7 separate regions of the Mus musculus genome follow, and regions 2, 3, 4, 5, 6 and 7 are each linked to region 1. The links are chromatin contacts, called in public Hi-C and HiChIP or PLAC-seq maps. All regions are on one chromosome and are shown on one strand. The core of a region is the stretch at or near the end of the contact, and the rest is flanking DNA. Distances in the headings are between cores, read along the strand shown.

Region 1 (4,049 bases), core at 1,048-3,547:
TAATGAGTGCCTATCTTCACGATGCTAGGCTTGCTGGTTGGGGATTGACTTATCTGGCTTCAGCTCAGAAGGCTGGCCTCTGGCTGGGGCTCAGCACAGGCCCACCTCTTAGGCTCCTGCTGGGACTTGGCCAAAGGCTGGTGGCTGCTGCTCTTGGCCCAGATTAGCAGAGGGCAGAAGAGTGGGCAGAAGCACAAGATGCCATGGAGGCTGAGTTCTGGAATGGTCATAAAATTGCTTTGTCTACAGACCCAGGCGAAATCGATTCCACAGCCACACTCAACACCCATGCGCACTGGTACACACGGTGGTAGTGTTCACTTTGCTCTTTCTAGAAAGTAGTTCTGCAGGGCCAAGCAGAGCCTATCACAAAGGAGGAGTCTACACAGTTGTAAGCAGAAATGGGTGTGAGGACTGTGAATTGGATCTGACCCAGCTCCCTCCCCAGTCCTAAAATCCTGTGGTGGGCACCATGCTGCCCCGAGCGTTTGAGGGGCTTTAGCACTGGTGACCTTTCCAGTCAGCTTAGGGGTGACCTGTAGCCCCCACGCCCTCTCCCTTAGGCTGCAAGTCACAGGTCCATGTCACATTCATATAGTGACAAGGTCGTGAGAACAAGAACCCCACCAGTGCATGTCACCACCAGGGCAGTGAATGTCACTGAATGTCTGCCACTGCTCTGCTCAGTGACCCTCTCTGGAGCTCTCTGAGAGGTAGATGACATCATCCCCACACAGAGAAGAAAAGCAAGAGCCGGGAGATGACGCCATCACTGCTGGGGTTGGCATGCAAATGGTAATCCTTGGGGACTTTCTTTGCACAAAACTTGCTTCAATGTGGGAGCATCTCCTGTTTCCCAGGTTGGCTTCAAATACCCTGTGAAGCTGAGGATACCCTTGAACTTCTGGCTCTATTGGCTTTACCTCCTCACGGCTGGAATTCTAGAGCCTGGATTCAGAAGACGCTAGGGATGGAGACCAGGGCTTTCTGCATGCTACAGAGATCCTCCACCACCCGAGACACATCCTCCGCCTTGGAAACGGATTTGAGCTTGAGTCTACAGGTCTTACAGCTTGTGGAATTAGATGCCTTCGTCCCAATGTAGGGGAGTAAACCTCGAATTCTCAGAGATACCCAGACAGAAACCTAGGTGGCCAGCTTCCGGAGATGCTGGGGCAGGCCTCTGGGGAGGCAGAGGCTGGCAGCTGAGCCAGTTCCTCCCAAAGCCTCCTACCAGTTATGGGGAGTTTCGTAGTCCCTGTTCTATTGCTGTGAAGAGACACCATGACCATGGAAACTCTTACAAAGGAAAGTACTTAACTGGGGCTGGCTGACAGTTTCAGAGGTTAAGGGTCATGGTTATCATGGTGGGAGTACGGCAGTTTGCAGGCAGACATGGTGCTGGAGGGTAGGTGAGAGTTCTACACCAAGATCCGCAGGTCACAGGAAGAGAGAGACACAGGGCTTGGTGTGGACTTCTGAAACTTCGAAGCCCGCCCCAAGTGACACACTCCCTCCAACAAGGCCACTAATCTAATCTTCTAATCTTCTAATCTTTTCAAACAGTGCCACTCCCTAGTGGCCAAGCATTTAAATCTATGAGCCAATGGGTGCCTTTCTCATTCAACCCCCCACAGGGAGGCCAAGGGTCACATTCAAGGTCAGCTGCTCGGTCCAAACAAGGTCACACTTTGAGTGAAACTTTTTGGCTCCCCAGGTTTAATAACTACAGTGTGCCCCTTCTGGAAGGTTCCCCGTGGACCTGTAGTGTAACTTCTCTGTTCTGTGGAGGTGACAGGTGACAGAGGTCCACAGAGGTTGCCACTCCAGACTCCTCCATGCAGGGATTGGACTTGGGTCTTAGGTGGATGGAGCTCTGGGCTGACTCCCTCAGCTGCAGAGCCAGAAGGGAGTTAACAAGAGGAGTGGTGGCCCCCTCCCCCCTCCCCTGCTCAGTTTCTCACTTAGAAATGCAAATGGGGTGAGGCTCTGCTCAGAGCATTCTCCTCTTCACACCACACAGATTATCCCCTTTCCCCCAACCCCCTCTGCCAAGGAGATTGTCTAAGATTGTTTGTGTTACAAAAACCCAGAGGGGATTGAGCCATTTGGTGGACCCGTCCTACCAAACTAGGCCTCTGGGAGGAGGCTGCTTCAACAAGGAGGGATGTCCTTAGCCACCTTCTTCCGGCAGGAGGGGCTAGAGGTCCAGCGGTTCTGGGGACACAGCCTGGGCCCTCTCTGTCTTCTCCCTGTAGAGGGCCAGGGAGTTGGAGAAAAGCAGGCCTGGCTCTGGGAAGGCAGCCGGCAGGCCACACTGCCTGAGCCCATTTCCTGTCACATTAGGAGACAAGGGCTGGGCTCCAGTTTCCAGCAGCTGGTGAGCGCTTCCTGTCCCATTCCCCTCCCCTTCCCTTCCCCTTCCCCCTTCTCTCCCCCTCCCCTCCCCCTCCCCTCCCCTTCACTCCCCTCCCTTCCCCCTCCCCTCAGCAAGTCAATCAGTGATCTCTGGTGGAGCAGCTGTCTTCCAGTCAGGACAGGCTGGGGGAGAAGAGAGGCTGAGGTCAGGACAGTGCTCATTGTACAAGCTCGAGCACCTCAGTTCATCCCCAGAGCACACCTGAACACTTGCTCATATCCCAGAGCTGAGGAACCAGAGGAGGGGCAGACCCCTGGGACTCACTGGACAGCCCTTACCCAAGTTGGCAAGTCAGGTACCAGGGAGACAGTCTCCCGAAAGGAGGTAGACTCCTGAGGAAGGAGCCTGGTCTGGACCTCTGGCTAACACATTCATAGATACACACCAGCACACACACACACACACACACACACACACACACACACACACACACACTCACACATCAACACATGGATGCGTATCAACACACACACACATACACTCATGCATATATACAAACACACACACACCCCAACACCCTAAGAAAGGGAACCTGAGCCGCAGGGAGGTGAAGGGTCAGTTTGAATCGCATCAAGTTGCTGTTTTTTTTATACAACAGCAACCAAGATGGCTGCGGGTTAGTTCATCAGGAGAACACACACTTTCACTCACAGCCTTTGTGTGTGCACAGCAAAGCCACCCACAGAGCACGAGTTGAGTCCATACCTCACCCTAGCCACATCCTTTTAGCTGAGTCATTATCGTCTTCTGTGTGGACGAGGAGGGTACAGCATCGATTAATCAGCTATATCTTCTCAGTTCAGATGTCTCCACAGCAGGCACCCAGGCTCAGTTATCTGTGACAGCTAGAATTCCTGGCAAGAACCTGTTGTCTAAAAAAGCCGAGTGACTGGCTAGAATCCGAACAATCTGGAGAGGTTGGAATGTTGCAGGTTAAGAGCCATTATCTTGGAATAGCTTAGGCCCCTTAATAGGCATGTATGGCTTCTGGTGTACAAGACCTGACATCTTTTATGACTGTTAGGAAAAATCCTTTGGAATGTATGAAGAGACCCCTGGTTCTCACCAGAGGACTGTGACTATGTCAGACAGCATTTAAAGTCGATAACTGAGTCTCCCAATGTTTCAGTAACTCACCTACCTAAGGTACCAACCAATGTGTGCAAAGTGTGTTGTTTTATGGCTTGCTTTCTTCTGTGACTATAAACATTTATGAAACTGCGACCTCATTGGAACAGGGAAAGTTTGAGGTAACCTAACCCTGAGTTGCCAGGGCCTGGTCACTCAAAATTTGTTTTCAGAATAAACTATGCCTTCCTGTTCTTTGAGGCGAGAACTCGTAGCCGTTTAGATGAAACTGTTCGTCCACAAGATCATATGGGGAGAAAGCAGTCATGGGGTGGAGTGTGAGCGCATGCGGTCTCTCCCCACATCTGGCTCCATCTGGCTCCTGATGGAGACGTGAGCTCTCAGAATCCTGCCCATCAGCCATGATAGACTCTTACCTTCTGCAGTCTCGGGCCAAGTAAACTCTTCTGCCCGCTGAACTATGTGTTTCTTTACAACTTAAAAGTAACCAATAGGGGCTGGTGAGATGGCTCAGTGGGTAAGAGCACCGACTGCTCTTCTG
Region 2 (4,049 bases), core at 904-3,403, 400 kb after region 1:
CAGAGGGCTGATGTTCATTGGCTTAATCAAGTCTCATCGCCTTGCCCACTCTCCGTGGGAGGAGCCAATGGGGAAGCGGGTGTCTCATTGGTCAAAACTGCCTCATAGCATAGCCTTGGCTAGACCAATGGGGGAGTGCTGCTAACAACTCCAAGTGTTTTCCCACGCAGTCCCTCTCAGAGTCCTGAGAGGATTGGTGACCCACTTTCCACAAGGCAGCGGAGAGTCACTGACCAGGTGCCCATCTGCCCAGGACTTCTCTCTCTTCCCTGGCTCTCTCCACACTATCTCAGCGCACATCCAGAAACACGTCCTTGCTCCCTGGAGCTTCTCGGATCCATCCTGAGAAACTGGGAGGCAGGAACAGAGCCCTAAGTGGGAATCCGGAGCAGGGACTGGATTCTGCCCTGTCGTTCCCTGGAAGAGCCAGGGAAGAGTGAGCAAGGCGCTGGGGAGAACTCCAGCTACCCTGAGCCTACGGGGCAGAGGCTAGCCAGGCTTCTCGTAGGGACCTGACTGCCCACCCAACAGATCAAATCACACAAGAACGCCTCCGAGTTTGGGACGAGCCTGCACCCACCCTCAGTTTCCCCAGACTGATGCAGGTGTACTCAGAGCTCTCTGGCCCCACGCTGATCCCTCCCTTGCTTTCCCCCTTTGCTTTTCTATTTTTACTTCGTATGCAAATCTCCCATCAGACCTAAGCAAAGCATGGAGGAAGTGGGCCAGCGCACAGGATAGGACAGCACGGCAGATTGCAGCCGCGTACTCTGGTAAACACGATCTAATTGCTTTTTCCAATGGGGAAAGTGGTGGGGGCCCGGCTCAGAAAGAACACATTACCAGTCAGCTGTGTCAGGCCAAGGAGGAGGGTAGGGCTGGACCACGATCTGGGGAAGGGGTCATGGGACATGAGGGGTGACCCTGGTGACAGTCCCTGTCATTTGGACCAAAGGCACAAGGTGGTGCTGAGAGCTGGTTGACCAGTTCTCTCGTGCATTTTTACTTGAACCAGCATTGCACCGGGCTGTGGCTCAGTTGGTAGAGTGCCCACCTAACATGCACAAAGTCCTGGGTTCAATCCCTGACACAGCATAAACCAGGGATGGGGTACAGGCCTGTCAGTCTAGCTCTAGGGAGGTGGAGGCAAGGGGATCAGGGGTTCAAGATCATTTACACATCCTGGGCTACATCGGCAATGGCAATACCCCCCCCCCCATCTACCCTGTCCTGATTGAAAGTGCTGAAGGCAGAGACAAGAGTAATTGTCTGCCCAGATCCTGTGGGCCCAGACTCAACAAGCCCTCATGTGTGAGGATCTAACTTGGTATGAGTTCCTCGGTAAGGCTGAGATTAAGACCCAGGCCTGCCTGATGCCAGTGACTGTGCCTTTGAGCTAAAGAACACCGATAAGCTACAGGGTCCCTGGTACTATTGCACGTGTCTAAGTAACAACAGATCCAAGTGCTCATTAAGCACTTATTACCTGCCAGGCCCCAGGCGAGGGATAAGACAGAGCTGGTGCTCTTTAGAAGGCCAGCATCTAAGACAAGGGGACAGGAACCTTTCGTGGATGAGGAAGCTGAGGGAGAGCGAACACCTCGCAGAAGCCAACGTCCTGAGGAACAGGGGTTCAGAGGTCTGTCTCACAGGATAGGTGACTCCGGTGAGGAACCCGTTCATCAGCCGCCACCCCCACATGCCACCCTAAAGCCTGGACGGTGTCCACGCCACCGGCTTGCTCAGCCTCAGTGGGCACTACAGTCCGAGGTAGAACGAGAAACCATCAAGCTCGGAGCACGTGCAGGCCCTGCTCAGAGCTCCGGCTGCCCATTTCTTCAAATCTTGTCACCATCCTCATTACTGTGGAGGCTGCGGGGACTTTGGGGCCAATCCTACTTCTGCCAGTTCTGAGTTAATCCTGGCATGGACAGGGGCCGGTCGCTTCTCTAGAGTGAGCAGCCTGTCCGGGACAGGAGATAGGAGGAAGGAGTGCCTGATCTCAGCCTCTGTAACAGAGCTAAGACGGTGCTGCGCCTACCCCCAGTGCTCCAGGGGGTTCATCTAAACGTGATTAAACAACCATTAGGGCTCTGCGGTTGGGAAATGCAGATTTACAGACTTGCAGACCTCCATTTAAATGCAAATGTCGCTGGTTGGCTGGAACTCGATGCTTCTCTCTGCATTAAAGGCGTCACCTTCCTTTGCCCCTGTATTGCTTCTGAGAGGCTCAATCACCTTGAGCCCGAATGAATCCCAGAAGACCAGGACCCCACCACCCATCCCGTCCTCCACCAGAGCCAGGTACAGGCAGGGTCAGGACCTCAAATGGAGGCTCTGTCTCTCCTTGTCCATTCACGCCCTGCCTGACTGGCTCCCCGGGCAGGGGTTACCCTCTGGCACATAGCAGCAGGTCCCTCAAGGGACTTCCATGAGTTGTCGCCCAGAAAATAGTCACTAATCAAAGCAGAGAACCCCTACCAAAGGCGGGCAAAGAACACAGTGGCCTTGTTGACCACACGAAGAATGCTCTCCTCCTTCCTAGACTTTACAAGACAGAATTTGGAGTCATCCCACACATTCAATTTTTTTTTAATTCAGTGCTAGGACTCCAGAGGAAAGCCGAGGCTCCACACTCACTAGGTGGGCGCCCCACCACTGAGCTCCGGGGCCCCACACTCACTAGGCGATGCCCCACCACTGAGCTCTGTGGACCCACACTCAGTGGGTGGGCGCCCCACCACTGAGCTGCATGCCCACCTTTGAAAGAGAATGTGAGAACAGGAAGGTGAAGAACCATCAGAATCCACTCAGGCGGATCAAAGCCTGGGTCAGGACTTGAACCCAAGTCTGCCTGGTTACCCAAACCACTCAGTTCCCTTTCTGGGCTCTACTCCTAGGCTCCTGTGTGGCCTTTGTGAACAACTTGCCCTCTCTGGGCCTCTGCTGTCGGATCTAAAAATGGAGAAAATAGAAAAAGCAAACAGAACAGGTTCCAGGAAGTAGGTAGGACAGCCTGAGGAGGGGACACCACACTACAAAGTCCTTCATAGCCGAGCCTGCAAGTGGAGACTGTTTATGGCTGTGTACTGGCTGTGTGAGGTAAGGGAGGCAGCAGGGGGTACCACCGACCATGACCAGGAGAGTGACTGTGACTAAGTACCTGCACCCGAGTACCTGGGTGCTGTGCTTAGTCACTCCACATACTCTCAGTTCCTCCTCTGGGCATCCTTGCCAAGTTGGCTTTTAGAATTACTACATGTGTTCCATGAGGCAATCACGAAGGAGGAGCGAGTCAGGCCAAAGGTCACATATGGCCACCGCTGTCCCTGAGGAAGCATACCCAAGGCTGCATGCAGACTGTGGCCAGGCTCCTCACACCCCAGTCCCCAGCCTGTTGCTTTCTCTGACCCTGACCTTTCCATCTGGGTGACCAGATGAACCATGACTTGGGGTTCTCAGAGCATTTCCCATGTGCCCAAGGCTGGCCCAGGCATTAGACAGAGGTAGGACAGTGTTAGCCAAGGCTATGCCCTTCTGTACAACACCTCCATTTCAGCTGGACGGTGACAATTCTTTGGTTTTACAACTGATGTAACTTCTCTAGGTTGCTGTTCCCCTACCCTACCCTATCAGACCCCCAGCAATGGCCAGGGAAGAGGGATACTTACTTATTCACCCCCAGACATTGGTTGCCCCTGGCAGCAGCATCCAACTGCAGGCCAGAAAGAAAACTTGTCTATTTCTGTCCAATCCACCTGCTTCTGCCTATAAGTACCCCAGCATGCGAACAGAAGTGGGTTCTGGTGCTCATCGAAGAGACCCGTCCCCAGGGCAGTCTTTCCTCTGAATGGCTGTCAGTCTTTCCATCTCCTGTCTGTCCTTCCTTCTAGCTGACCTAAAAGGGGAGGTAGCAGGCTTTTTGTTTTTTGGGTTTTTTTGGCAAGCTGAGATGAAGTCCCAGGGAGCGGGCTGTACTGTCGTTCAGGCACAGAATCAGGACAGTCAACCAAATTTGGAGCCAACCATAGAGACCCAGGGAGCCACGA
Region 3 (4,049 bases), core at 985-3,484, 370 kb after region 1:
AGGGCTGGAGAACTCGTCTAGCAAGCAGGAGGCTCTAGAGTCCTTCATTAGCACAACAAAAATGAAGCCAGCCAACAGCATTCATTACCCTGACCAGAGGACATGTCAGCTACCACATAGTCACTGGCTTATGTAGTGCTTGAGCAGTTCTATCAGGCACCTTCTCCTCAGTGTGACCTCAGTGAAGTTGACTGTGGTGGTTTAAAAGAGAATGGCCCCTGTAGACTTGTGTCTAAATTCTTGGTTTGTAGTTGGTGGAACTGTTTGGGAAGGATTAGGAGGTGTGGCCTAGTTGGTGGAACTGTTTGGGGAGGATTAGGAGGTGTGGCCTAGTTGGTGGAACTGTTTGGGGAGGACTAAGAAGTGTGGCCTTGTTGAAGGGGGTGTGTCATTGGGAGTGAGCTATGTGGTTTCCAAAGCCTCCTGCCATTCCCAGTGTGCTCTCTGCCTCCTGCTTGGGGCTTAAGTTGTGAGCTCTTGGCTTTTCCTCACGCCATGCCTTTGTTCTGCCATCGTGGACTCAAACCCTCTAGAACCATAAGCTAAATGAGATGCTTTCTTTTATAAGTTGCTTTGGTCATGGTGTTTTGCCTCAGCAATAGAAAATTAATACAGTAACATGGGGGTGGAGGGGGGTGTTGAAGGGTCCACCTGCCCTTTCTGGCCCTTCAGCATTCTGGAGGTTGTACTTTAGCGTATTTTGGAGATGAAGATGTGGATGAGAACGGGAAGTGATGACAAAGGTGGAGGTAGAGGTAGTGTCAGGGATGAGGCTGGTGGAGGTAGGGATGGGATGCAGAAAGAGGTGAGGATGGGTAACTTTCAGGGGGACACTTAAGGTGTGGGGGAACCACATACAGTAAGCTTAGGGGGAAGGGTTTTATGCTCAACTCTGACTGAAGGGAGGGCCCTCGACCTCTGGGGCAACAGAACTAGGAAGCAGTTCCCAAGGAAATTGAATCACCAGGCCTGTGGAGATGCTGCAGGGGACCAGGGAACAGGAACTCTCAGCAGCTGAAAGGTACTGACAGATACCAGTCCCTTTGAAGGTTGGCTGAGCCTGGAAAAGTGACAATCTGGGCTCCAGACCAGGCATTGGTGGCACAAACCTTTTATCTCAGCACACAGAGGGAGAGACAAATAGATCATTAAGAATTCAAGGCTAGCCTGGTCTACATAGGGAGACCTTGTCAAACCAGGTTGCCACTATTCTGATCACAGCTCTACCTCATGCTACATATAGGCTACATATGCTGGGTTCGGTCCCACACCTCTTTTTTGCCCATCCGGAGTATGGGAATAGCACACCCACCTGGCAGGCCAGAGGTGAGGCTGGAATCAGCAGCTCCTGGAAACTGGGCTGCCACCGATCTTTCCCTTAAGATCTCGTTCTCAGTGCTGTTCTGAAAAAGTTACACTGCAGAGTTTGCAACTTGTGGGTAATTGAAGTGTTCTGGTGTGCATTTCCGCTCTTCCAGTTCCTACCCGACTTACCATCTGTTTTGAGCCATCTTCCACTTAATTACAATTCTCTGTCTATTGTTCTCCCAAGCTCCTGGCTCGCTCAGCTTCCCTTTTCTTGCCCCCAGCATGTGTGGCTGCCTGAACGAAGCAATAGCTTATACCTGGCCTCATCTCTCTGGGCTCTAAAACACAGCGGTCCTGCGCTTGCCGGTCCCCACCAGCACACGGGCTTCTCTGCACGTTTATCTCCCTCCTTGCTGGATGCCTACAGCAGGCCCCTGGCACTGAGCTCCACACCTGGCGGGCGTCAGGAAATGCTCAGTGAACTTAATTAAACTCAACCGGGGTGAAAACCCCCTGCAGGAAGGCAAGGTCTCCAGCATCTTTTGTTTGTTGTTTGACCGCCCCCACCTGCTCCCCATCCATGCTGCGCAGAGGCCCAAGGCCAGGGAAGCCAGAACGGACTGCCTGCCCCAAGCAGAGTTCAAAGATGGTGCCTCCTACAGAGGTCGGGAAATCACAGCAAAGGAAACATCTTCAGGTTGAATTCCCAGCGTGAAGCCCCGCGGTTTCTCTAGCTTGAGTTCTGTCCTACGGCCATGTCTATTGCACGCTTCCCATTTAACCAAGGAGAGGTCAGAGGCTCGCAGTGTGGCAGTGTCCCCAAGACACAAGGATGATGGTGACTGAAGTGGGGTGTGGGGAAGGAGAGAAGGAGGGGATGGGGTGAGAAGGAGGCTGCCACCCACAGTAAGCCCAGTTCCAGGGAGAGAAGCTCTCAGCTCCGGATGACTCTTAAGTAACATGACTAGCTCTTTCCTAGCCTGTGGAGTCTAAGACGCTGTCTTGTCCAGCTAAAACACATGCTGTGCTTTCCGGCTCTTCAAAAATGATGCCACCCCCCACCCCCACCCCACCCCCGTCCTCGCGCTCTCTTAAAACGTTCAGTGGCCCCTCGTTGTTATGTTTTATAAAAAGATAATGAGAGAAGAAATATGTTTGGTGAGTGTGTAGTCTGGTGTCAGGGAGGAGGGTGCCTCTGAGGGTCCATGCTGGGGCATCCCTTTCCCCTGAGGGACCAGCCACAGGATGGTATAGAATAAAATAGAGTTTACTCAGGGCATGGGGGGTGGAGTTGGGGGGGGGAGAGCGAGGAGGAGACTAGGGAGAGGGAGAAGGGAAGAGAGGATAGAGCAGAAACAAGAGAGGATAGGGTGAGCAGCCCCTTTTATATTGAGTCAGGCACGCCCGGCTGTTGCCAAGTAACTGTGGGGTGGAGCCTAGAAAAAATGCTAACACCCACTACTCTCAGCAGAAAGGAGAAAACTCTTAGTTTGTGATGAGCTGATCAGAGGGCTTTCCAGAATTCTGGGGGAGGGGGGAGGGCGGTGCTAAAGGCAGAGGAGGGGAGAGGGAGGCCTCGATCTGCTGCAGTTACTGGTATTACGGTGTGAAGACACCCACGGGGACCTGTTTAAGTTCATAACAGTTTAACAGCTGGTTCACAAAATTCCTGAAAATGTCATAGTCGCCTGCACAGGTTGGAGCTGGCTCCAGCCCAGACAGTGAGCGCCTACAACTCACTGCCCTGGCTTACTAGATGTTGGGACAACCAAAGTACCCAGCTCGGCTGTCCCTCCCCCACTCCAGCCCTCACGCCCCGCCCCGTTGGGTCCTTGCCTGTGCTGTTTCTGCCTTCCTCTCAACTTCTGCCTCCTCGGACCACAGCCCAGTGTGGCCTCTCTGGCAATGACCCCCAGGATCTCTTCACTGGGGCAGGGTTCCTTTCTGCACTTGGATGCCTTTGGGATGTCCTTACCACTTCAATCCTCATGGCCTCTCCAGTGCTCCGTGTTTCTTTCAGTGCGTTAAAAGTCCCAGGAAGCAGGGACTCTTGTGTCTCCAGCAAGGAGCCCAATGCTCCCCATAGCCGTCAATACTGCAGCTCCACCTGGTGTAGAACTCTGAGTCCCCCCCAACTGAGTCACTATCTCCTGTCCTTCCTTCCCTTCGGAAGCTCCTCCCACCTCCATCGAAGTCGTGGCTGCTGACTCCCCTGCCCCCTTTAGCCGGTACCAGGCCCAGAACTTCACACTGGTCTGCATCGTGTCAGGAGGGAAGCCGGCGCCCATGGTAAGTGCTTGGAGGTTCCAGCCCTCAGTATGCCAAGACTCCTGCTCTCTGAACCTCCTTCAGGAACCATTTCTGTACCCAGACAGGAAGTGGCCCGCCCCATCCTGCCATCCTAGATCGGCATAGTAAGGTTGACTTCCAGGAGTACCCAGGACCCAATATGCCCCTCCTAGATACTGAGGAGAATGGGGAACAAAGAACAGGATCCAGAGATGGGGAGGCGACTTCACCATAGTCTCCTGGTGTTTTCCACAGAAAAGGGACCCAAGTTCGTTTTCTCATGCTTCGAGCACGCTGTTCCTCCTGGGCCTCCATGGGCCTCACAGGAAATCACCCCAGAAGGAAGAGAGGAAAGGGGGAGAGAAGGGGGCAGGAGGAAAGACAGAGGGGAGGGGTGGGCCCCCAGAGCACCTGGTCTGAGCTCTGCTTCTGGCCACACCAATCCCCAGGAC
Region 4 (4,049 bases), core at 401-2,900, 350 kb after region 1:
ATTGAACTGTGGCTGCCGAATGGTTCAGAGGTTTAGTCCATTATCATCACAGCAGGAAACACGGCAGCAACTTGGTGCTAGAGACAGAGTTGAGAGTTCTACATCTGCATCTGCATCTGCAGGCATCAGAAAGAGAGAGTGACTCACTGGGCCTGACTTGGGCTTTAGACACCTCAAAGCACACAGCCAATAACATTCTTCCTCTGACAAGGCCACACCTCCTAATCCTTTCAAATAGTGCCACTCCCTGGTGACCATGCAGTCAAATACAGGAGACTAGGGGCACCATTCCTGTGTAAACCACACCACCCACTCTGAAGGCACCTTACCAAGTAATGGGAAGCCGGACAAATAGGCCCTGGTGGTGTCAAGACTTTGCCCTGGGAAGTTTGTTCAATGGCTAGAGACAAGCCTAGCAAGGGGGAATCTCTAAGACCTATCCCCTCGTAAACTGGTCCTGGTGGTGCCCACCCATGTTCCCAACACTCAGGAAGATTTCAAGGTTATCCTCAGCTACATAGGAGGCCAGCCTGGGCTACACAAGACTCTGGCAAGGGTGAGAGCGAGCAAACCTCCTCTCAGGAGTCCCCCAGCCCCAGCTCGCTTTCGAGCCACTCCATGTGGCTAGCAGAGTGAACTTTGATACTTTCCACACCTGGAGCCCCAGAGAGCAGTGTTAGTGCATGACACCCCCACAGTGGTGGCGTGTGCCTGCTTTCCAATGCATTCTGCACAGCTCTCCTTGTGGCTGGTGTTCATTCCCACCCACCCCCAACCTTACTATTTTGTTCAATGGTTCTATTGAGTGATAATTCACACCCCACTGTTCATTTAATGTGTCCCATTTACACTCAGGACCCTGCAGCGACCGCCATAGTCAGATCTAGAATGTCCCCATCACTCCCCAAAGAAACCTTGTGGCCGGACAGTGGTAGCATGTGCCTTTAATCCCAGCACTTGGTAAGTAGAGGCAGGCGGATTTTTGAGTTCAAGGCCAGCCTGGTCTACAGAGTGAGTTCCAGGACAGTCAAGGCTACACAGAAAAACTCTTGTCTCAGGGAAAAAAAAAAAAAAAGAAAGAAACCTTGTGGCCATGACCACACAGTCACCTCTCCCCACGGGCTTTTCTTACTGTGGATATTTCAGACAACCAGGATCCTATAAAACGTACGGATCTTTGGTGGCTGGTATCTGTCGTTAATGTTCTCACAGTTCATAAATGCTGTTGTGTTTGTCAAAAGATAAAGAGAGAGGGGATATGTTTTGGTGGGAATGTGGGTAAGGGGTTACCTCCGCAGGCCCATGCTGAGGACAGTACACTATAGAATAGAGTTTACTCAGGGCATGGGGAGGGGAGTTGAGAGGGTAGTAGAGGCAGAGAGAGGGGGAGAGTAGAGAAGTAGGGGCTGGCCATGACCACGTGGAAGGGTGGGGGAGGGAAAGGGGAGAGAAGGGGGAAGGGATGCAAGGACAGAGCAGGAACAGGAAGGCAGGAGCAAGAGAGTGGAGCAGGTAAGCCATTCTGTTTATAGTAAGTCAGGCACACCTGGGTGTTGCCAGGTAACTGTGGGGCGGAGCTTAGACAAAATGTTAATGAGTGCTGTATCGCGCGTCAACACTTCACTCTTCCTTTAGTATTAAGTTGTATCCCACTGTGCGGGTTTATGTCTGTGGAGGGGCTTTGGGCTGCTTCCACCCTGTGGCGCTCACGAGTTGTGCCGCTTTGAATACCCTTGAACCAGTTATTGTGCGGACAGTTTCTGCTTTCTCCTCTGTGTGCCTGGACGTAAACTGCCAGGAACGGTGTGAACCGGTGCATGGCCTTTTAAGAGAATAGCAGGAAGCTTTACAGCTTCTGTGCCGGTTTGGGGGGAATTTGGGCGGAGCTTTTTGTTGTAGTTTCAACTTGGGTTGGTGTTTTTGAGACAAGGTCCCCCTCTGTAACCCAGGCTACCCTTCACTCATGGCAATCCTACTGCCTCAGCACTGGGATTATATGAGACTTCAACATGCCTATCTTACTTATGCTTCCCAGCAGCATCTGAATTCTTGTCGACACTTGTTATTAAAAGCCAGGGGTCATTTTAGTCTACCTGTCATCCTGGTGATGGGAGGAGGTGGCATCGCCTTGCAGGTGTGAACCTAGCCACCTTGCAGGGGACTATTGGTTATATCCTATCTGCCCAGGGACCGGCCAATTCCTAGACTTTGTTTCCGTGTTGTTTAGCTGTAAGTCCCTGATCTCCAAAGTCTCTTATCAGCCGTCTGATCTGCACACCCCTCTCCCATCCTGTAGGCCGAGCTTTCAGGAGGGTGACCTCAAAAGAACAGGGGGCTTCGATTCCCTGTCTATTATATCTGCTTCTCTTTTAATGCCCTGTTGTTAGAACCTCCAGTTAGGGAGCCCTTGGCTAATGGCAGGCACAGTTTACTGCATAGTTTTCTTCTAAGAGTGTTTATGACTTTAGCGCCTTCACTGGGCAGACAGCGCATGCTGAGTTATTGTACTGATGGTGAGAGGGAGGGGTCCAGGTGTCCCAGCAATTCCTGTGGCAAGCGATTCAATCCATTGCACTCACCCAGCCTGGCTAGCAAGCATGCACTAGGGTGGGATGTTCTCTGTGTGATTCTTAGATGGCGACTGGGTCTCACCCCATTTGTGGGCTGTACCCTGCCATCTGATGAATGAAGGGGAAGATATGACAAAGCCAAGTCTCAGAACTATCCAGCGCTTGGGCAAAATGCAGGTGCTGTCTCTTGGTGGGCAAGCCATTCTTTTTTTTATAAAATATATTTAGTTAGTTATATTTATATATAAAATATATTTAGTTAGTTATAGTTAGTTAGTTAGTTAGTCACGTGTATAGGTGGCTTACCTGTGTGTATGCCTCTGTGAGAGTGTCAGATCCCTGGAAGTGGCAGTTGTGAGCTGCCATGTGGGTACTGGGAATTGAACCTGGGGCCTCTGGAAGAACAGCCAGTGCTTTTAATCTCTCAGCTGTCTCTTCAGCCAGGCAAGCCATTTTTGAGAGAAAATAAATATATACATACATACATACATACATAAGTACATAAATACATAAATAAATAAAATGTTTCTCACACACCTGGCTTGGTTTTTAAAGTTTGCTTATTTCATTAATCTCTGTGTGCTCCCTGCATGAATTTATGTGTATCGCCTACATGCAGGTACCCACAGAAGTCAGGGGCACCTCAACCCCCACAAGAGCTGCAGTTGCAGGCAGTTGTGAGCCACCTGACATGGGCATTACAAACCTAAATACAGGTCCTTCGCAAGTGCAGTATGTGCCTTAGGTGGGTGTTGGGATCCAAATTCAGATCTTCCTGCTTATCCAAACAGCATCTCGCCCACTGCGCTGCCCCTCCCAACCCCCCACCCCCAGTTCTGGAACTCTCCATTCTGTCTCACAGGTCTGTGTCATCCCTTATGCACACCTGTGACTGGCTCAGCAGCTGTGTGACTTTGGGCACTGGGTTCATGGGGAAGATGAATAACCCTGTTATTCCATCTTTCCCAGGGAAAGACGCTTGCCCTGGTAGATGGAAGCTTCCAGAAGAAAGGAGCCAGGAGTTCCTAAGGATTGGTGGAGGCCACTCTGCCTCCCTGAGGTCTGGCTAGAGAACAGGCTTTCTGTCCAATCCTCTCCAGTGCCCTTCTCTCGAGAAAGGCAAACTCTCAAGATGGGTTATCTGTAGAGTTCCCTCTTGGCCTGGATAGAATTCTGTTGACCTGACAGAACACCATGACCAAGGCAACTTAGAGAAGAAATAGCTAATTGGGGCCCACAGTTCCAGAGGGTGAATCCATGACGATCATGGTGGGGGTTGAGGGCATGGCATCAGGCAGGCAGACACGGTTCAGAGGCTGTAGCTGGAAGCTCATATCTTCAGATACAACCCTGAGGCAGAGAGAAAGATATAACATACAGGGAATGTTGGTGAGTCTTTTGAAACCTCAAAGGCATCCTTGAGACCTAACGTGACACACCTCCTCTAACAAGACCACACCCCCTAATCCTTCCTGAACA
Region 5 (4,049 bases), core at 969-3,468, 300 kb after region 1:
CAGAGTGATCTTTCATACTGTGTGGTAGATGCTTTGGCTGATGCTCTCAGAGGGCAGTGCTACAATAGAACCTGTACTGGGAACAACAGCCTGTGTGACACCTTGCATAGCTCCACTTGGTTGGTGGCACAACTGGGACATTCCAGTGAGTGTCTGATGTCATGTGGTCTTTAGACACTGAGTCCTGGGGTGGACAAACCTCCACCCCCTAACTGGGACTTTCACCTACCCCCACCTCTGTGCTTAGCTCCCATTGTCCGCCAAGGCCTGGTCACAAGTCAGTGCATGACCGAATTTGCAAAGAGAATACACCAAAGTCCTGGAGGTACTCCCCTGTGGTTGGGGGTGTTGGTTTGCAAGAGAATACAATCTCAGAATGGGACAGAAGAATTTTTGGTTTTCAAAGCGTGTCTCTAGCTCTGCAGTGAGATCTGGCTGGGACCAGAGTGAGGACCAGAAGGTGGCCATGATCCCTGATGGCCTCTCCAGGCTCCTCCTCCCAGCCATTTTTCTCTGAGCACCTGAGACAGAGTGTACCCAGGGCTCACAGGAGGCAGGCAGATGCCTCTCTGTACCCCTCCCCCCTTTTCTGAAAAGAAACGAGTGCCAAGGAGAAATCAGTTGCCATCAAGATGAGAGCAGAGATAAAAAGCATTTTGGAGAGGAAAATAAGCAATGCCCTGGGAGCCCCAGAGAGTCCTCAGGCAGGGGACTTCCTGGCTTGGAGCCAGGTTTCCTGAAACCCAGCGCCCGCCCGGCAGCAACAAATCCCTCCTTTGCAGTCTGCTTCTGCCTATAGGTGTGCCCTCCAGAGGCCTGCCTAGCTTTGATTCCTCAGACCACAAGGAAACCCCAGGCCTCCCCCATGCCCACCCCCACGCCCCACACACCTGCTTCCAGCCGTGCTCACCAGCTTTGAGAAAGCCAGCAGGTGCCTGAAGGCTTCAAATCCTGGCACAGCCACTTCCTACCCAGTGATCTTGAGCCAGTTCCCCCCCCCAGCCTCCCAGCCCCCCGCCCCTCCCCCGCCCCCCGAAAGCAGGCTGACTAGACTATCTTCCTGTAATCCTAGAATGGAATGTGTTAGACATTGGTGCCCATTTTCTCCAAGTCAAATGCTGGCTGACCCATTCGGTGGACAGGTGACCTGGGGTCAGAGTTTCCTGGTCCCCAAACATAACTCTGAGCTGAAGGTGTTCACCCCTAAGCTTCAAGCAACCCTCTCTCCCCACCGCAAGGCAAAGCCAATTTTGCACGGGATCCCCCATCCTGAAAGCCCCTATGTACACACTTCTATCTCTTCTGCTGCTCTCTATCTTCAGCTAACCCCTTGAACTTGGAAAAGTAACATTTTTAACTCCCCCTTTTCTGCATTTTATTTTACAGAAGGGGTCACAGTTCAGTAAGGCCAAGGGATGACCCAGCTAAGGGTCTCCCATTGGAATGACATGAACTTGATCAAACCCCAAACCACCTCTTCCTACACCTATACCATGGTGCCGTCTTTGTTTTACAGTTAATGAAAATAAGGCCCAGAGAGGGTATAGGACTTTTCCAAAGTCACACAGCAGCATGGACTTAAGTTCAGTCCTAGGATTTATGTGCCGGGCTCCTTTAGTCCTCCATGTTCATGCTGAGTTTCTGCACTCTGAGACACCTGGGTATCCTGAGCAGAGGGCACTCCGGGGAGCAGAGCCACCATATGTAGGGGACACAGGGGCCAGTGAAAGAAGAGACTTAATGAAATCAAGCAGTGTTGGGAACATCTTCCCGTGGCCAGCCAGTGAAGGAAGAGCCGCAGTACCAGGCTGCAAGGCCCCATTAGGGCCAGCGGCGGGGCTCCGGGCTCCGCATTTACATATAAATGAAGATATTTACAAATTAATGCATCTCAGCCCAGAGTCCCAGCTCCACAGCTGTTCAGCTGCTTCCTCTTCAGCTGGGAAAGCGGGGTGAGAATGAGGCTGGGAATATTACCAGAAACCGGCAGAGAACAATTTCCTGGGGAGCCTCAAGGAGCCCCAGGGACTCCCCGTGTTTGTCCCCAGCTGGTGGGACGCGATCGGCAGAAGCTGGTCGACGACAGGGTGCCTGCCTCCTGCGGACGCAGGTGTGAGTCCTTGTGATGCTACCTTGGGCTCGAGGGTTCGTCCATTCAGTGTGTGAGGGATTCGGGGTAGTGGGGAAGGGACTGGCTGGGAGTGGAGGATTCGCTCCTTAGACAGGAGTAGGGGGTGGGCGGGGCCTTAACAGGAGTAGGGAATGGGCGGGGCCTTAACTAGAGAACAGGGTAAAGCAAGGAGCTGTAAAGTGTCCGTGTCCGTGTCCGTGTCCGTGTCCGTGTCCGTGTGTGTGTGTGTGTGTGTGTGTGTGTGTGTGTGTGTGTGTGTGTGTGACTTGTGTGGGGACACACGGGTATGCAGAATGATGCTTCCTCGATCTCTCTCTCTATGTCGTACACTGAAACGTGCTCTCCTACCTGAGAGCCTAGCCACTTCACTAGTCCAGCCAATAACTTGACTGTGAGGATAGACTCTAGTCTTCACACTTAGGCAGTAGTTGTGCTGTCCCCTGCATGGGTTTGGCCAGGCTTAGTTTGAGCCTTTATCCAAGCAACTTCCAGGGTGCAATCTCTACCTTGCAAATCACAGCCATGTAAATAAGGGTCATGCAAATAGGGACCATGCAAATAGAGGCCATGCAAATCAGGGCACTCCTGATCAAGGGTGGGTCGCAGGGAATAGGGCCCGTGTGTCACAGAAGACATCCAAGCTGAGAACTAGAGTGCAAACAGTCATGCACAGAGGGTGGGGCAGGAAAGCAGGGGTCACTCCAAAAAGCAGGCAGAGCAAGCACAAAGGCCCTGGGGTGAGAAGGGCTGCCTGGGGCGGAGCATGGCCAGGGCAGAGGAAATAACAAAGTAGCAATTTACCCTCAGCACCCCGGGAGCCACGGGGAGCCACGGAGAGCAGCTGGCCCACCATGACCTGCATTTGAAAGTTCACCCTGGTTACTGAGACAAGAAAGCTAAGTGATCCCCGGAGGACGCTGGGGCCTGGTACCAGAGTCCCACAAACACTTGGTAGCACGTGTTCTCTCACCCACGGAGACCGACTGGCTGTTTGAGCACAGCATGAGCTGAGCATACTGCTATGATATATGATAGCAGAAAGTGGGGTGGGGGTGGGGCATTGGCAGGTAGACACTGAAGGAAGTGATTGTCCCCAGTGGCTCTGACGTGTACACTAGAAATTGGATACCATGGAGTCCCCATCAGGCATTAAAACCTGTCTGTCCTTCCCCATGCTTTCACCAGACAGCTAGGTTTCCCCGAGGGTCAGTCCCTCCTCCCCTCCTCAGCACCCCAGAGTCTGTTTGACATTTAGAGAGAGACAGTATATGGTGGAGTCTAGAAAGAGGGGAAGTGGAGTCCAAACAGATATATAGCTAACCATTGCAACAGTGAAGCCGGAGCTGTCTGAGGACTTGCTCAGACACACGCCGAGGTGACTCAGCTGGCAGGGCTGAGGAGATGGTGGCCACAGTGGCATTGAAAGTGGATCTGAAGTCAAAAGTGGCTTTGAGGCAAAGTGGATATGGCTGGTGGGAGGGGGGACTGGAGCTCTGAGTGGAGACACGGTATGTTCAGTGGAGGTGGGAAGGTGCCCAGAAAGGGACAAGGCCACTCCGAGTAGGCAGACAATGGTCCTTACAGAAGTCCTTTGAAATCATCTCTAATGAAAACACACTTCTGGGTTTTAAATAGACACAGTTATTACTGGTTCAGTCCAAAGAGCCGAGCATCCGTGGTCCTTTGAGAGTTTGCATGTCTTTACCTGATGGCATGCGTTACTGAGCAGCTCAGATGCTTGTCTTGCTGTGAGTACAAAAAAAATGCCATCCCAGCCTTGATAATTTGGAAGCCTCAATTCTTGATCCCTTAGTCCTCTGGTTTCTATTGTAAGTCATGCATCCAGTTTCTCCAAAATATATGTAATGGGAACTGCTTGCCCGTGAGACTCTCTGTAAGCACACATTAAACACCTACT
Region 6 (4,049 bases), core at 1,014-3,513, 270 kb after region 1:
CAGCTTCTGCTGTTGAGCGCTATGGAAGGAGGGTTCCTGCTAGGAGAGCCAAGGCAGCGGGTGCCTTGTGTGTTCCAGTCTCTGGGGCTCACATTCAATCATGTCAGACGACCGTGTCGGTTTGAGGCAGCACGTCCAGTGTGCCTGTTCGGCAGCAGAGGGCTGCTGTGCACCTGATCCCCCAAGCCCAGCAGCTCCCTGGGTACAGCTCTCTGCCCTAGACTCTTGGAATACAGTGGGAAACCCATCCTAGCTTATGTGGGACTCTGCTTCTCATTCAGGGAGGAGAGCTGAGCCCCCAAGAACTTCCTGGGCTTCACCTGAAGCCCCCACCCACTGTAAGACAGGGATACTGGGGGCTCGGGGATAAGATGTGATTTCTCAGAAGTCACCAGGCTGGAATTTGAACCCAGCCCTTCCGGTCTCAGACTTCTCTCTAGCCCGTTTCTTGTTTCCTCACAATGCTCAGCTCTGTCAGGCTGCAAGAGCACATCTGGATGCCTGGTCTATGCTGGGACAGGTGCAGCAGACATAACCCCTTCCTCCTCGGGGCTATCAAAGCCCTACCTGGGAGCCTCCACCCAAGGTGCCACCCAGTGGACACTTTGCTCATCTGGATGGCGACCTGGACCGAGAACATGATCATCCCTTGGTAGTGAGCTTCCAGAGTCCTCGCCAGAGTGGAGTATGAACATCTGAAGCCACAGTTAGGTTCTCTCAGACACTCCAGGCTCCAGACAAGCAGCTTTCTTGGTAAGGCTGGCCCCAAGCCCCTCATGGCTCTCTCTGGAAATAAGGGAACCAGCACCCCCTGTCGGGTGTTGAGGGAATCACGTGCTGTTTGTGGGAGGGCCTCCCACCGTTTCCCATTTATAGCAGAGGGTTTATATGAACACGCTAAGATTTGATCTGATCGCTGAATCACCACACCCAGCCTATGGTTTGTAAGTGGAGATACTGAGGCCCAGGTCAAGATGAGTTGACTTTCCAACCAACGAGTCCAACCAACAAGTGTGGGTTGGCATGGCGCCCAAACTGTGGTGGCTGGACATCTGTATGTACGTTCCCAGCCACCCCCTCACTCTTCACAGAGGACACATCTTGGGACCTGAGTGCTCCAGTCTCTTCTACACAGTTCCACTATGGGGCTCTGGAGATGACTCAGAACACAAAGCGCTTGCCATGCAACTGAGAACAGCTGAGCTCCTATCTCCAGATCCATACGAAGCCAGCGCAGGCCCCTCACTCCAACACTCCTCCAGGGAGACTGAAGGCAGAAGCAAGAGAATTCCCAGAAGCCCGTGGGCTAGCAGTGAACGACACGGAGACCCTGCCTCAAAGCAAAATGGCAGGTAGAGAGACCCACATGGGCTGTCCTGTGTCCTCCACGTGCGCACCAGGGATCGAGGGGGCCTGTGCTCAGCCACACACAAACATGAGCTGACACATAAAATGCCACAACATCTGAATTTACCCTACACAGTCCCCCGCGGGCTTGAGTCACCTCTGGGTGACGTCTGCTGATTATTTAATTATTCGCCTTGTTCCCCGTTCATATTACTGTACTCGTTTGAGAAACATCAGTAGGGCTGGAGGGATGATGGCTCAGCAGTCAGGAGTGCTTGCTGTTCTTGTATGGTCCCTGGGTTCTGATCCCAACACACACATCAGGTGGCCCACAGCCATCTGCAGATCCAATGCAGTCCCCACGTGCAATGCACACACGCATACACAAGAATAAAAATCTTTTAAGAAGGACAAAAAGAAGGAGAAAAATGCAGACACAGCAAATGTGTATCCTGGTTGTATCTCCAGTCTGTCCTCAGTTGATCACCACAAACTCAAAACCCAAGACAGTTAAGGGAAGAGCCACCCCTGTTCCGTCTCCCTCCTCCCCCAAAACTCCTCTCCTATACACACGGATGTATTAGCTGACAGAAATAAAATTTAAAAAGCCCAGAGTTGTCTCTGAGACCTGGGGCATTGGTAAGGGGCACAACTGCCCACAGAGCCTGAAGAAGAAGCCCAGACAGCTTGTAGGGATTAAAGGCTCCCAGGCTGAGACGTGCCTGGCTCTTTTCTGCTGCCCCCCCCCCCGCACCCCAGGGGTGACTGAGTCTGTGCACGCCCCAGGACCTGGCAGACCTGGCCAACTGGACTTTTCTGAGAGATTCAAGGCACTGGGTTGAACCCCCCTCTGCTCTCACACAGTGCAGGGCTTGCTCTCAGCAAGCAGTGCTCAGTGGCAGTTTTCTCTCTGTGGCTCTGTGGAGGTCTGTGGCCTGATTGATGGAGGCCCCTGTAGAAAGTGGTGCTGGGATTTTCCATTAGAACTGGGAAGCTCGCTGTTAGAGCTTTTTAGAAGGTCAGAGGGTAGGCTTGGAAAATACTGACAAAGCAGCCGCCGCCTCCACCCCACCTCCTGTCTGCCCTGGGGCTGAGGTGTGGCTGTGTGTAAGGTGAGCTGGTGCTGATCTACCAGCTACCACCCACACCCACTCCTGACCACAGGCACTTCCTGTGGCCCCAGCCTACTTCCTGTTTCCAGGGAGATCTCTGGAGGATTCCTAGTCTTTTCCTGCTTCCTCCTGGAGTGTGCTTTCCTCTTCCGCTATGGAGAAAGCAAGACTGAGGTACAAGTTGGAAAGATCGAACCCAGTGCTCATGCCTGTCCGACTGCCTGTCCGTCTGTCTGTCCTTCAGTCCCTCCTTTCTTCCTCCATCCTCTTTCTCCCTGTCCCCACCCTCCACGTCCTGATGCATTCATCCATCCTGTACCTGTGTCTCCTATGCCTTCCAGGCGCTGGAATCCAGCCCTTGGTGTCCGTGTGGGTGTCTCTTCAGGAAAAACCATCCACGCCTCCTCCCTCAGATGGGAAACCCCTGATGGCAGGCAGTATGAGAATTGGCTATGCACAGAACACCCTCCTCGCTTTGTATCAAAAACTCCAGTTACAATGCCTTCAAGGCTGGGTAGAGGCTGGGACGCCAGTTACTTGCTTGTCGAAAAAGCAGCCCAGTGAAGGAAGAGTTTATTTGAGCTCACAGTTCAAGCCTATGGTCCCATCGTGGCAGGAAGGCATGGCACCAGGAGCCTGAGGCATCTACCTGGGAGTATCCGATGCCTCTGCAGTCAGGAAGCAGGGAGTGATGGATGCTGGTACCCAGCTCGCTTCCCCAGCCCTGGCATGGTGCTTTCCGCATTCAGAGGAGTCTCCCCACCTCCGGTGACGTAATCCAGAAGCTTCCCTCCAAGCACAGCCCGATGCTTATCTCCCAGTGATTCTGGATCCTGTCAAGCTCACAGTCGGCATTAACCACCACAGATGCTCTGTCAGGTGCTTAGCTGGGAAGGGATGCCCGGCATCTGTGTACAGATCCTAACATTGGGGAGGCAGAGACAGGAGCATCCTTGGGCTTCCATGGTGAGCTATTAAAGCCTAATTAGTGAGCTCCAGGCTCACCCATGACAGACCCTGTCTCAGAGGAGGTGGAGAGTTCCTGAAGAACCAAGCTCAGAGCTGTCCTCTGTCTCCATACACATATGCATATGCAACACACACACACGCTCACACACATTTACACACACTTACACACACAGACACATTCACATACTCACACACACTCACACACACTCACATGCTCACACACTCGCATACTCTCTCTCTCTCTCTCTCTCTCTCTCTCTCTCACACACACACACACACACACACACACACACACACACACAGAATCTTTTCCTCCTAATTCCTTTAAAAGAAGCTCTGAGTTCGAGACCAGCCTGGTCTACAAAGTGAGTTCCAGGACAGCCAGGGCAACACAGAGAAACCCTGTCTCGAAAAAACAAACAAAAAAGAAAGAAAGAAAGAAAAGAGAGAGAGAGAGAGAGAGAGAGAGAGAGAGAGAGAGAGAGAGAGAGAGAAAGAAAAGAAGCTCAAAGTACAAAGCAGAAAGATTGCTGGAAGCCAGTCCCAGCTCTGATGCTCTCCTTGGGAATTCTCTGGGGCTCCGCGTCCTCAGGTTCTGGTCCGGGATGGAGAAGGCTCCCA
Region 7 (4,049 bases), core at 917-3,416, 270 kb before region 1:
TAGCAACAGTAACCCTAAGCAGGACCCTCTGCCTCCCAAACCCTAGTGTTATGAGATCTGCCTCCCTCTGCCTCCTGAGTGCTGGAATGAAAGGCGTGTACCAACACTGCCCAGCCTCTGTTCCTTGCTTTAAGGGTATTTATTTACCTAGCTTTGTACATGGGTGTTTTGCCTGTATGTGGATCTATATACCATGGGTGAGCTTGGTACCCGTGGAGGCCAGAGGACGGTGTAGGCTTTACCGGAACTGGAATGACAGATGGTTGTGGGTGCTGGGTTTGAACCCAGGTCCTCCTCTGGAACAGCAGCCAGTGCTCTTAGCTGCTGAGAGCCATCTCTCCAGCCCTATTCTTTGGTTTTTGTTTTGTTTTGTTTTGTTTTTTTTTTTGTTTTTTGTTTTTTGTTTTTTTGTTTTTTTGATACAGGGTTTCTCTGTATAGCCCTGGCTGTCCTGGAACTCAGAAATCCGCCTGCCTCTGCCTCCCGAGTGCTGGGATTAAAGGCGTGTGCCACCACCACCCAGCTGGTTTTTTTTGAAACAGGGTCTCATGTAGCCCAGGTTGGCCTTAAACTTTCTGTGTAGCTAGGATGAGCCTGAATCCCTCATGCTCCTGTCTCTACTTCCTGAGTGCTGGGAGTGCAGGCCTGCCTGCCCTGGTTTATGCAGCCCTGGGGATTGAGCCCAGGGCTCTGCGTATCCGAGGCTAGCCCTTCACCCACTGTGTTTCATCTTCAGCTCCATTTACTTATTTTGTGATGAGCCTGCTCCACCCCTAACATCATGGTGTAGGATGAACGGTTTTATCACTCAAGGCACAGTGAGTTCACCTTGCCTCTGCTCTATAGTGTCTGGGTCGTCAGTGGGGATAATTTGAAGGCTGGGGACTTGGTGGCTGGTGCTGGATCCATCTAGAAGCACCGCGCTACACATGTGCCCTGCAGCTGATGCCAGCTGTGTGGGGCCTCAGTCCCGTTGCTGACCAGAGCACTCCGAAGGCGCTTCCTCTCACCATGGTGGCCAAGGGTAGTCAGGCCTTACACCTCAGCTCCACTAGAGATAGTGCCAATGAACACGGAGGGCATCCCACGGCCTTCTGTAAGCCAGCCTCCTGGACCACAGTGTCTGGAGTCTGCCTGCCTGTAGACGTAGACCTTCCCACTGAGAGTTTGTAGGAGTGTGTTAGCACCCCAGGTGAGCAGCGTCAATGGGGCAGCCCAGGGCCATGAGAGCTGGGGTGAACTGTGTGAGACCCCAGGGGCGGTTCAGCCTCGCCCACCCTGACTTTTTTTTTTTTTCTGTTTGCAGCCAGCTGCTTCCTACCTTTGAACTGGAGACTGTGTCCCCGGTGACCAGCAGGGGGCGCCAGATACATCGGGGAGGTAGCCTTTTGACACTGAGGTGCCTTCAGCCGCATCCACCCTGGAGCTAGAGCCCTTCCTCACAGTGACAAGCTAAAAATGGCTCTTCCTGCTTTTGACCCATGGGGAAGCCCAGGGCTGCCTTTTCTTTCTTTTTTTTTTTTTTTGGTTTTTCGAGACAGGGTTTCTCTGTATAGCCCTGGCTGTCCTGGAACTCACTTTGTAGACCAGGCTGGCCTCGAACTCAGAAATCCACCTGCCTCTGCCTCCCGAGTGCTGAGATTAAAGGCGTGTGCCACCACGCCCGGCTCAGGGCTGCCTTTTCAAGTGGGCAGATTGTGTCTTGGACTCATCCTATTCGTGGTCTGACCTTTGACCTTGTTTTTTTTTTTTTTTTTCCTTCAGGAAACGCAGTGAGGAGTGAAGGGCACTGGTTCCCACAATTAGAGATGCAGGCTCAGCAGTCACTGGTCTCCTAGGGCTGAGCCCCTTCCATCCTGCTCCTAGAAGCAGTTCCAGAGAGTCCCCCTCCCAGTCTACACCCCCCCCCCTCCGCCTTCCATACACTCTGAGCTCCAAAAGGATGCTGAGGGAAGTTTGAAAGGCCTGGTGCATTTCAGCGTAGGACAGACCCAGCTGGGGATGGAGACAGGGCTCTGCCATGGGCCTCTGCCTGTGCAGTGCAGCTTCCATGCTGGATTGCAGGAGGTCTTGGGGAGTCGCTGTGAGCCCTGGAAGAGGCTGGGGACCCAGATCAGTAGCCTCTCCTGGGAAGGACCGAGAACTTCCACCCCCACTCTCTCTAGTCCATGAGATTCTTCCTGTGACCTTTGACCCCATCTTCCTTCCTTCCTCCACTGCTCAGCCCTTGTGAGATTGAGGCTAGGCTCATACGGCCAGCTCCTGCCCTTCCTCCTCGCTTCCCAGTGCTAGCCCACGGCTGCCCACTCTGGTCCTTTCCTCCCCTCCCCCATGTCCCTTCTTGGCCCTTCATGGACCATGCCAGTTCTGGGAGGAGTAACATCTTCTGTGGCTGTCCTTAGCTGGTGACATTTGTCTGCAGAGTTAAGGGTGGCCCACTGGCTGTCTCCATAGCAATATTTAGCTAATCATGGAGATGGGGCTGGAGAGGTGGCTCAGTGATTGAGAGCACTGGGTGCTCCAGAGGACATAGGTTTGATTCCTACCACCCACATGATGGCTCACAATTGTCTGTAACTCTGACTTCTTCAGGCTTCATAGGCTGGGGCACACACGTGTTACAAATACATACACTCAAGTGCACAGATATACACATATACACATTGTTTGTTTGTTTGTTTATTCATTCATTATATGTAAGTACACTGTAGCTGACTTCAGCCACTCCAGAAGAGAGCATCAGATTTCATTACGGATGGTTGTGAGCCACTATGTGGTTGCTGGGATTTGAACTCCTGACCTTCAGAAGAGCAGTCGGGTGCTCTTAACCACTGAGCCATCTCACCAGCCCCATACACATTGTTTTTTTTAAAAAAAAAAGGCCAGTCGTAGTGGTGCAGACCCATGATCCCAGCACCCAGGACGCACAAGGTATGGTGGTTTGAACATGCTTGGCCCAGGGAGTGGCACTACTTGGAGGTGTGGCCTTGTTGGAGTATGTGTGTCACTGTGGGCATGGGCTTTAAGACCCTCATCCTAGTTGCCTAGAAATCAGTATTCTGCTAGCAGCTTTCAGATGAAGATTTAGAACTCTCAGCTCCTCCTGCATTATGCCTGCCTGGATGCTGCCATGTTCCCACTTTGATGATAGTGGACTGAACCTCTGAACCCGTAAGCCAGCCTCAATTAAATGTTGTCTTTATAAGAGCTGCCTTGATCATGGTCATGGTGTCTGTTCATAGCAGTAAAACCCCAACTAAGACACAAAGCAAATGCTCTACCATTGAGCCTAGCCTAGGGTCTCATGTAGCCCAGGCTAGCCTTAAATTTCTGAGCCTCCTATTCCAACCCCTCACCTCTTTTTTTTTTTTTTTTTTTTCGAGACAGGGTTTCTCTGTATAGCCCTGGCTGTCCTGGAACTCACTTTGTAGACCAGGCTGGCCTCGAACTCAGAAATCCACCTGCCTCTGCCTCCCGAGTGCTGGGATTAAAGGCGTGCGCCACCACGCCCGGCTCCAACCCCTCACCTCTTAAGTGCAGGGGGTTAGGGGCATGTGCTACCACACTCAGTCTTTTTTTTTTTAATATTTTTATTAGGTATTTTCCTCATTTACATTTCCAATGCTATCCCAAAAGTCCCCCATACCCTACCCACCCACTCCCACTTTTTGGCCCTGGCATTCCCCTGTACTGGGGCATATAAAGTTTGCAAGTCCAATGGGCCTCTCTTTCCAGTGATGGCTGACTAGGCCATCTTTTGATACATATGCAGCTAGAGTCAAGAGCTCCGGGGTATTGGTTAGTTCATAATGTTGTTCCACCTATAGGGTTGCAGATCCCTTTAGCTCCTTGGGTACTTTCTCTAGCTCCTCCATTGGGAGCCCTGTGATCCATCCAATAGCTGACTGTGAGCATCCACTTCTGTGTTTGCTAGACCCCGGCATAGTCTCACAAGAGAGAGCTATATCTGGGTCCTTTCAGCAAAATCTTGCTAGTGTGTGCAATGGTGTCAGCGTTTGGAAGCTGATTATGGGATGGATCCCCGGATA

The links. A called contact is a pair of places that touch in the nucleus more often than the background predicts. HiChIP or PLAC-seq counts read pairs in DNA pulled down with a chosen protein or histone mark.
Region 2: an H3K27ac HiChIP or PLAC-seq map of embryonic stem cells shows a contact between it and region 1, with 5 times the contacts expected there. The contact joins two enhancer-like sites. A contact is called at or near these places in 1 of 484 Hi-C or Micro-C datasets (embryonic stem cells), 4 of 115 datasets of contacts at active chromatin or transcription factors (all in embryonic stem cells) and 1 of 9 other capture datasets (embryonic stem cells).
Region 3: a Hi-C map of the N1E-115 cell line shows a contact between it and region 1, with 4 times the contacts expected there. The contact joins two enhancer-like sites. A contact is called at or near these places in 1 of 15 datasets of contacts at CTCF or cohesin (embryonic stem cells), 3 of 484 Hi-C or Micro-C datasets (the N1E-115 cell line, embryonic stem cells and nephron progenitors), 1 of 115 datasets of contacts at active chromatin or transcription factors (embryonic stem cells) and 1 of 9 other capture datasets (embryonic stem cells).
Region 4: a contact with region 1 is called in an H3K27ac HiChIP or PLAC-seq map of embryonic stem cells, with 2.4 times the contacts expected there. The contact joins two enhancer-like sites. A contact is called at or near these places in 2 of 484 Hi-C or Micro-C datasets (the N1E-115 cell line and nephron progenitors), 2 of 115 datasets of contacts at active chromatin or transcription factors (both in embryonic stem cells) and 1 of 9 other capture datasets (embryonic stem cells).
Region 5: an H3K27ac HiChIP or PLAC-seq map of embryonic stem cells shows a contact between it and region 1, with 4 times the contacts expected there. The contact joins two enhancer-like sites. A contact is called at or near these places in 1 of 15 datasets of contacts at CTCF or cohesin (stem cell-derived epiblast-like cells), 5 of 484 Hi-C or Micro-C datasets (the N1E-115 cell line, embryonic stem cells and nephron progenitors) and 9 of 115 datasets of contacts at active chromatin or transcription factors (all in embryonic stem cells).
Region 6: an H3K27ac HiChIP or PLAC-seq map of embryonic stem cells shows a contact between it and region 1, with 3 times the contacts expected there. The contact joins two enhancer-like sites. A contact is called at or near these places in 1 of 39 promoter capture datasets (the HPC-7 cell line), 2 of 15 datasets of contacts at CTCF or cohesin (both in embryonic stem cells), 8 of 484 Hi-C or Micro-C datasets (embryonic stem cells and nephron progenitors), 9 of 115 datasets of contacts at active chromatin or transcription factors (astrocytes and embryonic stem cells) and 1 of 9 other capture datasets (embryonic stem cells).
Region 7: a contact with region 1 is called in a Hi-C map of the N1E-115 cell line, with 7 times the contacts expected there. The contact joins two enhancer-like sites. A contact is called at or near these places in 1 of 15 datasets of contacts at CTCF or cohesin (embryonic stem cells), 3 of 484 Hi-C or Micro-C datasets (the N1E-115 cell line and embryonic stem cells) and 2 of 115 datasets of contacts at active chromatin or transcription factors (both in embryonic stem cells).

What each region holds. Positions count from the first base shown.
Region 1 is chr4:140,404,704-140,408,752 of GRCm38.p6, reverse strand. No RefSeq gene overlaps it. Among named protein-coding and RNA genes, the nearest start is that of Gm13021, 16 kb to the left of the region's middle. Within about 2 kb of position 2,297, at least 54 of the 459 cell types and tissues checked have an H3K27ac peak or open chromatin away from gene starts, as enhancers often do. A contact at or near this core is called in the N1E-115 cell line, embryonic stem cells and stem cell-derived epiblast-like cells, where this site is marked.
Region 2 is chr4:140,000,350-140,004,398 of GRCm38.p6, reverse strand. No RefSeq gene overlaps it. Among named protein-coding and RNA genes, the nearest start is that of Klhdc7a, 34 kb to the right of the region's middle. Within about 2 kb of position 2,153, at least 15 of the 459 cell types and tissues checked have an H3K27ac peak or open chromatin away from gene starts, as enhancers often do. A contact at or near this core is called in embryonic stem cells, where this site is marked.
Region 3 is chr4:140,036,971-140,041,019 of GRCm38.p6, reverse strand. It overlaps Igsf21 (immunoglobulin superfamily, member 21), which reads left to right. Exons shown (of 10, transcript NM_198610.2): 5 at 3,482-3,597. Among named protein-coding and RNA genes, the nearest start is that of Gm52685, 31 kb to the left of the region's middle. Within about 2 kb of position 2,234, at least 38 of the 459 cell types and tissues checked have an H3K27ac peak or open chromatin away from gene starts, as enhancers often do. A contact at or near this core is called in the N1E-115 cell line, where this site is marked.
Region 4 is chr4:140,056,497-140,060,545 of GRCm38.p6, reverse strand. The region is part of intron 4 of Igsf21 (immunoglobulin superfamily, member 21); the gene reads left to right. Among named protein-coding and RNA genes, the nearest start is that of Gm52685, 12 kb to the left of the region's middle. Within about 2 kb of position 1,650, at least 9 of the 459 cell types and tissues checked have an H3K27ac peak or open chromatin away from gene starts, as enhancers often do. A contact at or near this core is called in embryonic stem cells, where this site is marked.
Region 5 is chr4:140,101,675-140,105,723 of GRCm38.p6, reverse strand. All of the region lies in intron 3 of Igsf21 (immunoglobulin superfamily, member 21), which reads left to right. Among named protein-coding and RNA genes, the nearest start is that of Gm52685, 34 kb to the right of the region's middle. RefSeq lists an enhancer at 30-2,854. Within about 2 kb of position 2,218, at least 46 of the 459 cell types and tissues checked have an H3K27ac peak or open chromatin away from gene starts, as enhancers often do. A contact at or near this core is called in embryonic stem cells and stem cell-derived epiblast-like cells, where this site is marked.
Region 6 is chr4:140,137,450-140,141,498 of GRCm38.p6, reverse strand. All of the region lies in intron 2 of Igsf21 (immunoglobulin superfamily, member 21), which reads left to right. Among named protein-coding and RNA genes, the nearest start is that of Gm13029, 3.4 kb to the left of the region's middle. Within about 2 kb of position 2,263, at least 20 of the 459 cell types and tissues checked have an H3K27ac peak or open chromatin away from gene starts, as enhancers often do. A contact at or near this core is called in embryonic stem cells, where this site is marked.
Region 7 is chr4:140,671,863-140,675,911 of GRCm38.p6, reverse strand. No RefSeq gene overlaps it. Among named protein-coding and RNA genes, the nearest start is that of Gm13025, 5.9 kb to the left of the region's middle. Within about 2 kb of position 2,166, at least 8 of the 459 cell types and tissues checked have an H3K27ac peak or open chromatin away from gene starts, as enhancers often do. A contact at or near this core is called in the N1E-115 cell line, where this site is marked.